Regions from separate parts of the Sus scrofa genome. Here region 2 is linked to region 1. A link is a contact called in public Hi-C data. All regions are on one chromosome and are shown on one strand. Each heading gives the region's core, a stretch centred on a gene start, on an enhancer-like site or on the middle of the called end of the contact. The rest is flanking DNA. Distances are from core to core; before and after follow the strand shown. Region 1 overlaps WDR25 (WD repeat-containing protein 25). Region 2 overlaps LOC106504559 (a long non-coding RNA gene).

Region 1 (4,854 bases), core at 793-3,292:
CCCTGAGAGGCTCTCAAGGACCCCTAGGGGTTTGCAGACACACTGAAAACCACCGCAGTAAATTACCGCAGCAGAAAACCACTGCAGTGGATTACGGCGTTAGAAACGGCTGCTGGAGCAGGCAGGGAGAAGGATTTGGAATGACATGGACAGTTGGAACTCAACTATGTCGCTTTTTTTTTTTTTTTAAGAGTGGATGGAAATATACCAAAAAGTCTACCGTCCTTGCCTCTGGATGGAGAAATGACAGACAATTTTTTTCTTTATGCCTTTCTGGTTTTTCCATGGTGTGTGCGTATTTCCTTTTCAGCCACAAGCATTTCTTTTTTGAGGAATGGTTTGGGTGGCCCTGGTATATCCATGCCCCGCGGAATAAGCCGGGTGAGAAGAAGGCCGTCTGAAGTCATTAGTGGCCAGCGTCAGCGCAGGCCAGTGCTACACAGCGTGGCTGCTCCTTCATCTGCCCGTTGATCCCTGGCACCCGGCGCCCATCCATCACGGCCCGCGCGGCCTGCCCGGACCCACGCAACGCCCAACGCCGGGGAGAGGTGACGAGAATTGAAACTGGCTCCAGCTAATCACTGCTAGAGGAAGGTCATGTATAGGCGACTATCAGATCCCAGGGTGGGGAGGACAAGGCCCATAGACTTGACCACACACACACACACACACACACACAAAATGTTAGGTTTCCTCTGCAAAAAGTAAAAGAATGAAATAGCAAAACTCAGAAGCGAACAACACCCAGGGTGGGGGAGTTTGACAGGTCAATACTGTTAGTATGTAAATTGCTGGGATAAGAAAAAAAAACAAAAAAACAAAAAACACCAAGACTACTGGAGATTAATGGACAAGAACCGAGACCCCAAACACTTATTCAGCATTAATGAGGTGCCAGGCTCAGTGCTCAAAGAACTGCACATAAATGAACTCATTTGGTTCTCAAACAAGATGCCACTAGATTAGCAAACGTTTAAAAACGTAATAATTCTGGCGCTGTCGAGGGAAAGAAGACACGATCCCATTTGCACATGAATGATGGTGTGAGCCACGGACGGACGGCTCTGGAGCCGCTAAGAAGAATGAAGTCGATCTGGGCACTGAAAGGAAGAGACGTGCGTGACACACGAGTGAGACCCGCTGGAGGACAGCGTGGGCTGAAGTCTGCATACTAAACAGAGACCCAGCCCGCCGCCCAGCTCAGAGCCAGGATGCGGGCAGCCAGCCGGCGAGCCCACCCCAGGGGGTGGGAGGCCCTGCTGGGAAACTGACCGGGCTAAGAGAAGATAATTAGAGATGCTCACATTTGGGGGTCCTGCAATGAACGCCAGCTCATCTCATCACTCCATGACGACCTCGCTGTGGACAAGCCACACACACACACACACACACACACACTCTCTCTCTCTCTCTCTCTCTCTCTCTCTCTCTCTCTCTCTCTCTCTCAGCCTCTGGTCAGATCAGCTTTGTCAAGTCTCCCTTCTGAATCAGAATGAGCAGGAGAAAATCTCTAACATGAAGCACAGACACCAAAACAAAAAGACAAAAGGAGCAGAAAAGAGAAACATTTCAGAAAACATAGGAAAACTTCCAAAGAACTCGCGAGCTAAGAAAAGACCTTGTACATCTGCAATAAAAAATAAAATACTATAAATATTTTTAAAAGGAATGTTCAGAAAAAAAAAAAAACAGCTCTCAGAATGTAAAAATATGAGAGAACAGAACAGTTTTCTGCATACATGTTATACTTCGGTAGAAAACTTGAAGCATGTGACAGCAGAAATAACAAAATCCCAGGAGGAAAAAAAGGGACTGAAAGATACAGTGGAGGAAATTCCCCAGAAGAATAAAACAGAAAGGCAAAGAGATAGAAAACTCGAGAGAAAAGATAAGGAAATTAGAAGCTCCATCCAGGGACATCCAGATCAGCCAGCTCATCAGAGTCCCCACGTCCAAGCCCTGGGCCTCCTGGGAGGAGGACAGTGAGCGAAGACAGGCCTGCACTGGCTCCAGGGCCCCCGGCAGAGCAGAGCCGCCCGAGCCGGGCCGGGGTCTGAGGCCCGGCTGCTCCTCCTCCCTTTCACTCTGGGCCACGCTATCTTGTGAGGGGGCCTGAGGCTCGCTCTTTTATCTCGCCGTGGAAAGAAACTTCAGGAAGCTTGCCAAAGGCTTTCAGGGAGGCTGGGCTGACCCCACGGACCTCACTCAAGTGCTCTGCCCCCCCCGCCCCGCCCCCCGCGCGTCCTGCTCCACCCCCCAGGCCCTGGGGTCTGCAGCAGACTCCACCCAGCAGAAGCCAGGAGCAGAGGCGAAGAGGGTGGAGTGACTTAGCCCACTCCTTCTTTTAAGGGGTAAAAAGACTAGCGGTGGGGAGGGGACATGGCCACCTCAAAGTTTTTTAACGCTGACTATCAAAATAAAGGCCTCGATGGAGCATAAAAGCAGCGGGCGCCCGTGGGAAAAGAGACGAGAAGGAAGCGCGGCTTGCGGAACACTCGCAGTCGACAGATCCGAGCGGAAGGTCTACGGTGACATCTTTCATTTCTGCCATTTTTTTCCCAAAAAGGAGAAGGACAAAGCCATCATGGGCACTAGACAGGGGCCTTTAAGAGTCTTCTGCATCCAAGTTTTAAAAGCAGCAAGAAATAATTTACTAGACTGTCTCAACCCCTAAGTGTGCCAATTTTGCAATCTGCGTTTTTCAATTACATTAAAAGCATTTTCCCAAATTGCTCTATTCTTCCCTTAATGATGCAGGATGGGCCTGGACGAGACTGGTTCCCCGAGGACAGAGTCCGCGCCTTCACCCGGCCCTGCTTTCTCCCCATCAGCATCTGGCACTGGGGACACTGAACTGTGGAAGTTGAACTGAATGAAGTTTTCAAAAAGGAGAAAACACAGCCTGGGTTCTGCCACACTTTTCCCTTCTGATTCCTCTTCCAGCCCGAGGTTTTTTCCTATAAAGCACAAGCTTACGCGGCCCTTCTGGGAAGCACACCAGAAGTGGGAAATGTCTCGTTTGTTGGCCTCGGGAGCGTCGCAGCTTTCGTGTGGGGGAGAGGAGTGTCAAAACTTCACTGCCCACGAGAAGGTTCCAGCTCCGGCTCTCCCGGCTCTTCCCCAAGGCTCGGCAGCCCTGCTGTGGACCAGCCTGAAGCCCCCGCTCCCCACTCCGTGACAACTCAGGGGACCAGGAACTTTCCCTGGAAGGAGGACTTCCACAGGACGAGAAGGGAGAGGAGCAGATGCGGGCCGAGAGGGAAGACGCCGAGGGCACCCCCCACCTGACCTCGCTGTGTGCTGGCGGGCCAGCGTCTGCCCCTCTCTGGGCCTCTGTCAAGTGCAGATGGGAGCAGATGTTCTCCGCGTGCACGGGCGCACGCGCACCCACACGCCAGCCATTCTCTCCTCACCGTCACCTAATTACCCTCGATGCACTGTTAATCATTCCCTCCCAAATACCAAACGCCCACCACCACCGCCCAGCCTCCTCCCCAGCTGTGCGCCTCTCATTTCCAATAGATCTGCCTCGTGCTTGGAATAAATTGCCCATCATCTGCATAATGCGCAGCGACTCCTCGCTCTCCACATCAAATCATTTCTCAATCTCATTTTGTAAAATCCATCAAGAATAATTCTTTCAAAACTGAAATAAACCCTCACTCTGGCACTTGAATCCATAAATTCCTTGTCTTTGAATCTGAGATATATTACTTTCTACAAAGCACATCTAAGATCCCATAATATAATCAGATACGCTAACAATGATAAATCAACGGGATCCTGTAATACATAAAAATGCAAATCCAAACCACCACGGAAATCACCTCTTCTCCCGATGCCCCTTACAAGGACCACCAGGCTTTGAAGCTGGGCAGTGCTTAGGCACCACCTGGGGGAGAGGACATGCTTTTCCAACCTCTATCCTCCGAAACAGGGGAGCAGGGTTTCCAGTTTTCTCCCCGCTCAGGCTCTGTGGGCTAAACGGCTGGCCGCCTCTACCGTGTACCAGCTGTGTGACCGTGGATGAATCCCATAACTCTCGGAGCCTCGATGTTCTCATCTATAAAATGGGAACAAGATCAGCCCTCGCCTCGTAAGCCTGCTGTGAGGATGCGATGGGGCGTTGCGGACCGCTCCGAGCAGGCAGGGTGCTCCCGGGCCGGCTGGCTCTCTCCATCCTCACTCCTCCACCACAGGCAGAGGGCGAAAAACAACGCACACGAGAAGGGGACCTGGGGCCCACCCGTCCTGCCCGGCACTCACGCTCCCTCGTCTCTTCGGGTGAGAAACCGCTGCCCCCAGCGCTGCTCTGTGAACTGGCCAAGGGCTGCTCCGTGCCTTCCCTCCCATCACACTCGAACAAGATCGGTTTGCAGACAGGGACCCAGCCCTCCGATACTGACGTCCAAGGGCAGTTTATGCAGGGTAAGTAAGTGGCTTGGGACAATCTCCCAAACTCTTTAAATTTTAAAAGTATCTATCTCACTGAAACGCTTGAAAAATCTGTATCTATAGACAGACTACGAAAAGATTGACAAACACAAGCTACGTCAGGTTGGGTGGAGGATTTGAGGTGACTTTCTTCCCTCCGATAGCTTTTTATCTAATAGACTCGGGTGCAGGGGGGCTGGGAACATGTTTCTTCAGCGCCTCCTGCTGCTGGGCGCTGGGCTGCCACTTCTCATCCCTTTGCCATCTAACAGGTAGCCATCATCCCCATTTTACCAGTGGAAAAAAATGGGGGATCCGAGAGGCTAGGTGATTTTCCCAAAGTCACACAGCAGCAGATATGAAACGGGAACCCAGAGGTCTCAAGTAACAATGGCACCGATGGAGGCTGGCCAAGCTGGT
Region 2 (4,854 bases), core at 781-3,280, 470 kb before region 1:
GGGGTCTCTGCCTGGCAAGGTTCCTGTTTGTATTCGAAGCAGGGTCTCCGAAGGCCAGGCGGTTTTCTTTGGTGCGACACTCGTTACACGCGTGCTGTGCATTCCTCCCAGATTCCCCATCCGCCCCACAAGCGTTGACAGAGTATCTGATGTGTACTGGGCTACTCTTATCTCATTTAGCCTCCCTCTGAGTCGGTGAGGGGGCCCCTCGCATCTCCATCGCACAGAGGGAAAAAAAAAAGAAAAGGAAAAAAAAAAAAAAACGCAGGCTGTGAAAAGTGAAGGGAATTGTGCGGTCTCACAGCTAGAGAGCGGGGAGGGGAGCCTGGGAGCCCCCTGGCCCCTCCACAGGCGCCTGCTGCTGCCTCTGCTGCGGGCTGACCAGGGCCGGCCCAGCCGCTGGCGGCTCCTGCGGAAAAGGCAGGGGGTTTGCATAGAGAGCGTTCTCCCTGGCAACTGGCAAAGGGGCCATAAAAAACCGAGAGGGCTTGGAAGCCGCTTAACAGATAGCTAACAGAGCAGCTGGACCCAGGAGGGGAGACCCGCGCCCTCCCCTGGGCTCTCTGCAGAACAGCAGGGCAAAGGGCTCCGGCCCGGATCCGGGTGTGCAGGGGCAGAGGCGCCCGGGACAGGTGTAGACGGCTGAGATCGGATGGTGACAGGGACCCCAAACCTGATCCCATGGTTGACGGGGGGCTTGCTATTATTCAGCACGGCAAGGAGAGGACTGAGAAGGAACTCGCTGCCTGCAAGGAGCCGAGGACAGAGGGGGCGAGGGGGCTGCGTCGGAGCCGCGGAGGCAGATGCAGCAAGCAGGGAGGGCTCGGCAAAGCACTCGGTGTGCGAGCCCAGAGCGGGCTGCTCAGGGAGAAAGGGAGCTCCCTGTTACAGGAGGCATCTGAGCAGAGAGAGGCAGGCCGGTTCTTGGCCGGGAGGCTGCAGTGCGGCTCCCTGCCCGGGCTGGCAGCCCGCACGTCTAGGCCTCGGAGAAGCTCCTACAGCCGCTAAGTCCCGAGCGGGGCTGGCCGCGGAGGAGGCAGGCTGGGGTCAGAGCAAGGATGCGCGGACTTCCCCCCCGTACCTTGCCCTGAGCCCAAGGCAAAGGCACGGAGATGGCCGGTGGAGCACTTCTGTCACAATGAGGCAGTGAGGGAGAGGAGCAGAGAATGGGGGTGAGTGCGGGGCCAGCGGGGGGAGGTGGGGGGCTGTCCTGCAGCCAACTCCCCATCTCAAGGGCCCGGCCACCTGGAGTGGCCAAGTGCCCGCCCCGGCTCCCAGGCCCAGGGATTCTGGCCTGGGTCCTCTCTGGGGCAACAGGCTGGTGCAGAGGGTGGGGGCAGCCTCCTCAGGCGGAGGGAGGGGGGAACAGAAAGAGGGGGGCGCCTGGTGAGTTGAGGGGCTGGCCGGCTCATGGGAAAAGCAAGGCCCTTTTCTGGAGGCTGGGCCGCAGCCACGATTTGTCCGGCCAATGGACAGTGACTCGGATGCCCTGGGGACTCCCGAAAGCCCCCTTGCCCAGTGACGGGGCCGAGGGGCCTGGGGGTTGATGAATGTGGTCCATGCCAGAGCAGGGCGCTGGCCCTCCGGGCCCATTCATGGGGGCTTGGTTCCCAGCAACTCTGGGTGGACAGGGCCTTTATCATGGGACCCACTAGACGAGGGTCTGGTCTGCAATTTCTAAAGGAGTTTGCTTGTCTTTGTTCCCAGCACAAGCATAGAGCGTGTGTGTGTGTGTGTACACGTGCGTGTGCCTGTGTGTGTGTGTGTGTGTAAGAGAAAGAGAGACAGCGACAGGCTAGCTGAGGGGCCAGCCTGGAGTCCTTGTCTAAAATGACCAGGCTGCCTGGCACTGCCTGGCCTTGCCTGGGGGGAAGGGCTGCACCTCCACCCTCCCGGGAGCAGAGAAAGCGAAGGGACCCGGGGACCGAGGGTCACAGCCCCTTGTCACTGCTGCCTGACTGGCCCGGCCCTGGCAGCCCCATCTGTCCGGCGCTGTCTGTCAGCCTCGGGGTCCCGACAGCTGCTCCAGCCCGCCGTGGGGGGGCAGCATGGTGTCGCAGGTGGAGAGCGCGCGCGGGCTCCCCGCAGACAGACAGACAGACGGGCCCGGACCCCCGGGTTCGAGAGCTGCCAGCAGCCCTGGGAGAAACCGTTTGCTCTCTCGGAGCCGCGGGAGAGTGTGTTGGTATGTTCCGTCGTTGCTGGTGTTTTAATCAATTAAAAGACTGCTTTGAAACTGCCGGTTTGAAAATGTTTGGTAAAGTATTTACAAGTGCGTCACGGCCTCTGCGGCGCGACACTGCGGGCAGGCGGGCGGGCGGGGCGGACGGGGATGCGCACAAGACATCACGCACTTCGAAATTTTCAAATAAGGGCTTCCGGTCCGGGCTCGCGGGAGAGGTTCGAGAGAGAGCTTTCATATGGATTTGCAAAGTCATCTCCCCAGATCTCTAACTGGGCAGAGGCCACAGAGCAGCCCCCGCCCCCGCCCCCCCCCCTCCCCGCAGAGGGCAGGCAGGCTGGAGAAGGGGGCTGCCACCAACCTGTCACCCCAGACCCAAACGGAGCCCGGCTCCCCCGCCGCCGCCGCCGCCCCGAGAAGTGTGTCTGCCCCCGCCCCCTCTTCGGGGTCAATAAACAGAAACTTTAGGAAGGAAGAGCCTTTGTGCCTGGTGGCCCTCGGAAGTGCACTTTTGTGTGAAAGGCAAGTCACGCTCCCCCAGGTAAGGTTGCACCGTGCACAAAACCTCATTTAGGCTGGGTCCGGCCCAGGGAGCAGTTTCTGTGAAATTTAGGAGAAGAAAATGGGTTTAGCCAGAAGTTTTTCCAGGAATGATTAACCTCTGGAGACTGGAACCACTGTTCCTTCCGAGCCCGCCCTTGCCAAAGTCTATAAAATACGAGCCTAAAAAATCTGCCTGAAGAGCAGCCTGACATGTCACACAGACTTCTAAAAATAAATAAATAAACCACTGCCAAAGTTGTTAGGAGAACCCCAGGAAAACCAGCGGGGGCAGCCCCTTGCCTGCCCCGCGCCTCCCCCGCCCCCCACCCCGCGACGGCGCGAAAATGGGGGGGGGAGGTGCTGGCACGGGGGCAAAGGGAGCAGAGCTGCGACTGCCCCCAGCCCCCAGCCAGCCTGTCCCTTTCCTGCTCAGCCGTGTTGTTTCCCCCTGTGGGTCTTTCTGCCTCTGTTCCCACAGGGAGGGCTGAGCACTCGGGGGCCGGATGAGATGGAAGAGGCGGCTGCTTTTGCTGGGTACTGAGTGCCAGCTGCCGCCCAGGGGGATGTCACGGTCCTGGTCCCACCCAGCCCCTCCATACCCCCCCTTGGGGGGGGATATCAGGAAACTGAGGCACAGACATTCTTGGGGACTTGCCTGGGACACAGAGCTCTCCGCCCTGCCGCTGGGTTGTGCTCAAGACGGCCAGTCTCTTGGGGCACCTCCCCCCACCCCCCACTGCAGGGAAAGAAAGGGGACCCAAACCTCTGGGGCACTTGATCCCCAGGGGTGATGCACACTTGGCGTCCCCGCCCCTTGACCCAGAAGCCCGTGCTTTTTCTAGAACATGACCGAGCCCCAAAGGGAGACACACCACTCTTCACCCTGTCCTCTCCAGAGTGCCACCAACACCCCCACTGTGGCCCTGCTGTCACATGCTAGATCATTCTTTCTTCTCATGTTCCAGAACCAGACCCATTTCCCTCTGGCACAGAGCAGGTCACAAAAGACACAATCAACCGTTTCCAGGAGATCATGCCTCCCAAACTCATCACGGACCCATCAACCCTGAGACGCACCACCCTGACCCCTGGACCCCAGAACTCAGGTTCCAGGACCCGGGGGGAGCCTGGTGTGTGCGTCCAGGAGGGCGGGACACAGCAGCTGGGACAGGGCTGGCCCCCCAGGTGTGTGTTTGCAGTTTGACCACATTCCCGGGACTCACCCCGAGCCGCAGAGCGCACCGCCAGGTCCTCTGAAGCTGCCCAGGTGAACAAGAGGCAGTTCTCAGTTAGGCGAAATGGAGCCAAGCGACACAGGAGCTGAGGAGCCCTGGAAAGGGACAAAGGGAAAGGGGTGATTAACATGTGGCCAGTTTCATGGATTCTACAAAAATGCAGAACGTTCTCCTGGAAGAGGCGAGATGTCAGAGGCATCACGATTCCACAGGCCACACTTTGCTGAACTTTGGCATGAGGTGGGGGGGCAGGGGTGCCTCTAAGTTTGGGTTCACCCCAGAGGACACTTCAAGTCTGGTCCCACAGGCCGAGGAGAAGCTGGCTGGGGAAAAGGATAAAAGGCAGGGCATGTGCAGAGAGAAGGGAGCTGGCAGGGGCTGCAGTGTGCCCAGCCGGGAAATGTGTGTGTCTGTGTGTGCATCTGCGTGGGGAGGGGGCACGAGGCTGGGGAGCTGCTAGCCAGACCCTGAAGGGTCTTACGTGCCAGGCTAGGGCTCTTGGACCACATCCCAGAAGCTCCGGGAAGTCAGATGGAGGATTTAAAGCAAGACAGTGACAAGGTCAAGATGGCATTTTAGAAAGATCACTCAGTGAAAATAAACTTTGCTGCAAACCCTTTAATCCAGCTACCCCACCTCTAAGACGCTGGGGTGAAAGAGCCGTCAGCGGGGATGTGTTTACAGATTCAGCTACAAGAATGCTCATTGCAGGGTTGTTAGCAATAGAAAAACGCTTCGGCTAAGATCTTTTTTCGCAGGCGTCCGTTCAGCAGAATCATATTCATTGAGACCTCGGCTTGTGACATGCCCTCCTCATTTATCTGTGCCAGGACCACTTTGATTTTATGTATCTTTTTAATTCATTTTCTTAAATAATGTAACAAGCACGCCTGA

What was found. Hi-C and Micro-C count contacts between places; a contact is called where the count stands out from the background.
Region 2: a Hi-C map of fetal skeletal muscle shows a contact between it and region 1, with 2.8 times the contacts expected there. The contact joins two enhancer-like sites. A contact is called at or near these places in 6 of 47 Hi-C or Micro-C datasets (embryonic fibroblasts, fetal skeletal muscle, heart right ventricle and 3 more) and 1 of 2 datasets of contacts at active chromatin or transcription factors (skeletal muscle).

What each region holds. Positions count from the first base shown.
Region 1 is chr7:121,250,774-121,255,627 of Sscrofa11.1, reverse strand. The region is part of intron 2 of WDR25 (WD repeat-containing protein 25); the gene reads right to left. Among named protein-coding and RNA genes, the nearest start is that of WDR25, 15 kb to the right of the region's middle. Within about 2 kb of position 2,042, at least 20 of the 83 cell types and tissues checked have an H3K27ac peak or open chromatin away from gene starts, as enhancers often do. A contact at or near this core is called in fetal skeletal muscle, where this site is marked.
Region 2 is chr7:121,724,352-121,729,205 of Sscrofa11.1, reverse strand. LOC106504559 (a long non-coding RNA gene) reads right to left here. Exons shown (of 8, transcript XR_002346043.1): 6 at 3,949-4,055. Among named protein-coding and RNA genes, the nearest start is that of RTL1, 15 kb to the right of the region's middle. Within about 2 kb of position 2,030, at least 12 of the 83 cell types and tissues checked have an H3K27ac peak or open chromatin away from gene starts, as enhancers often do. A contact at or near this core is called in fetal skeletal muscle, where this site is marked.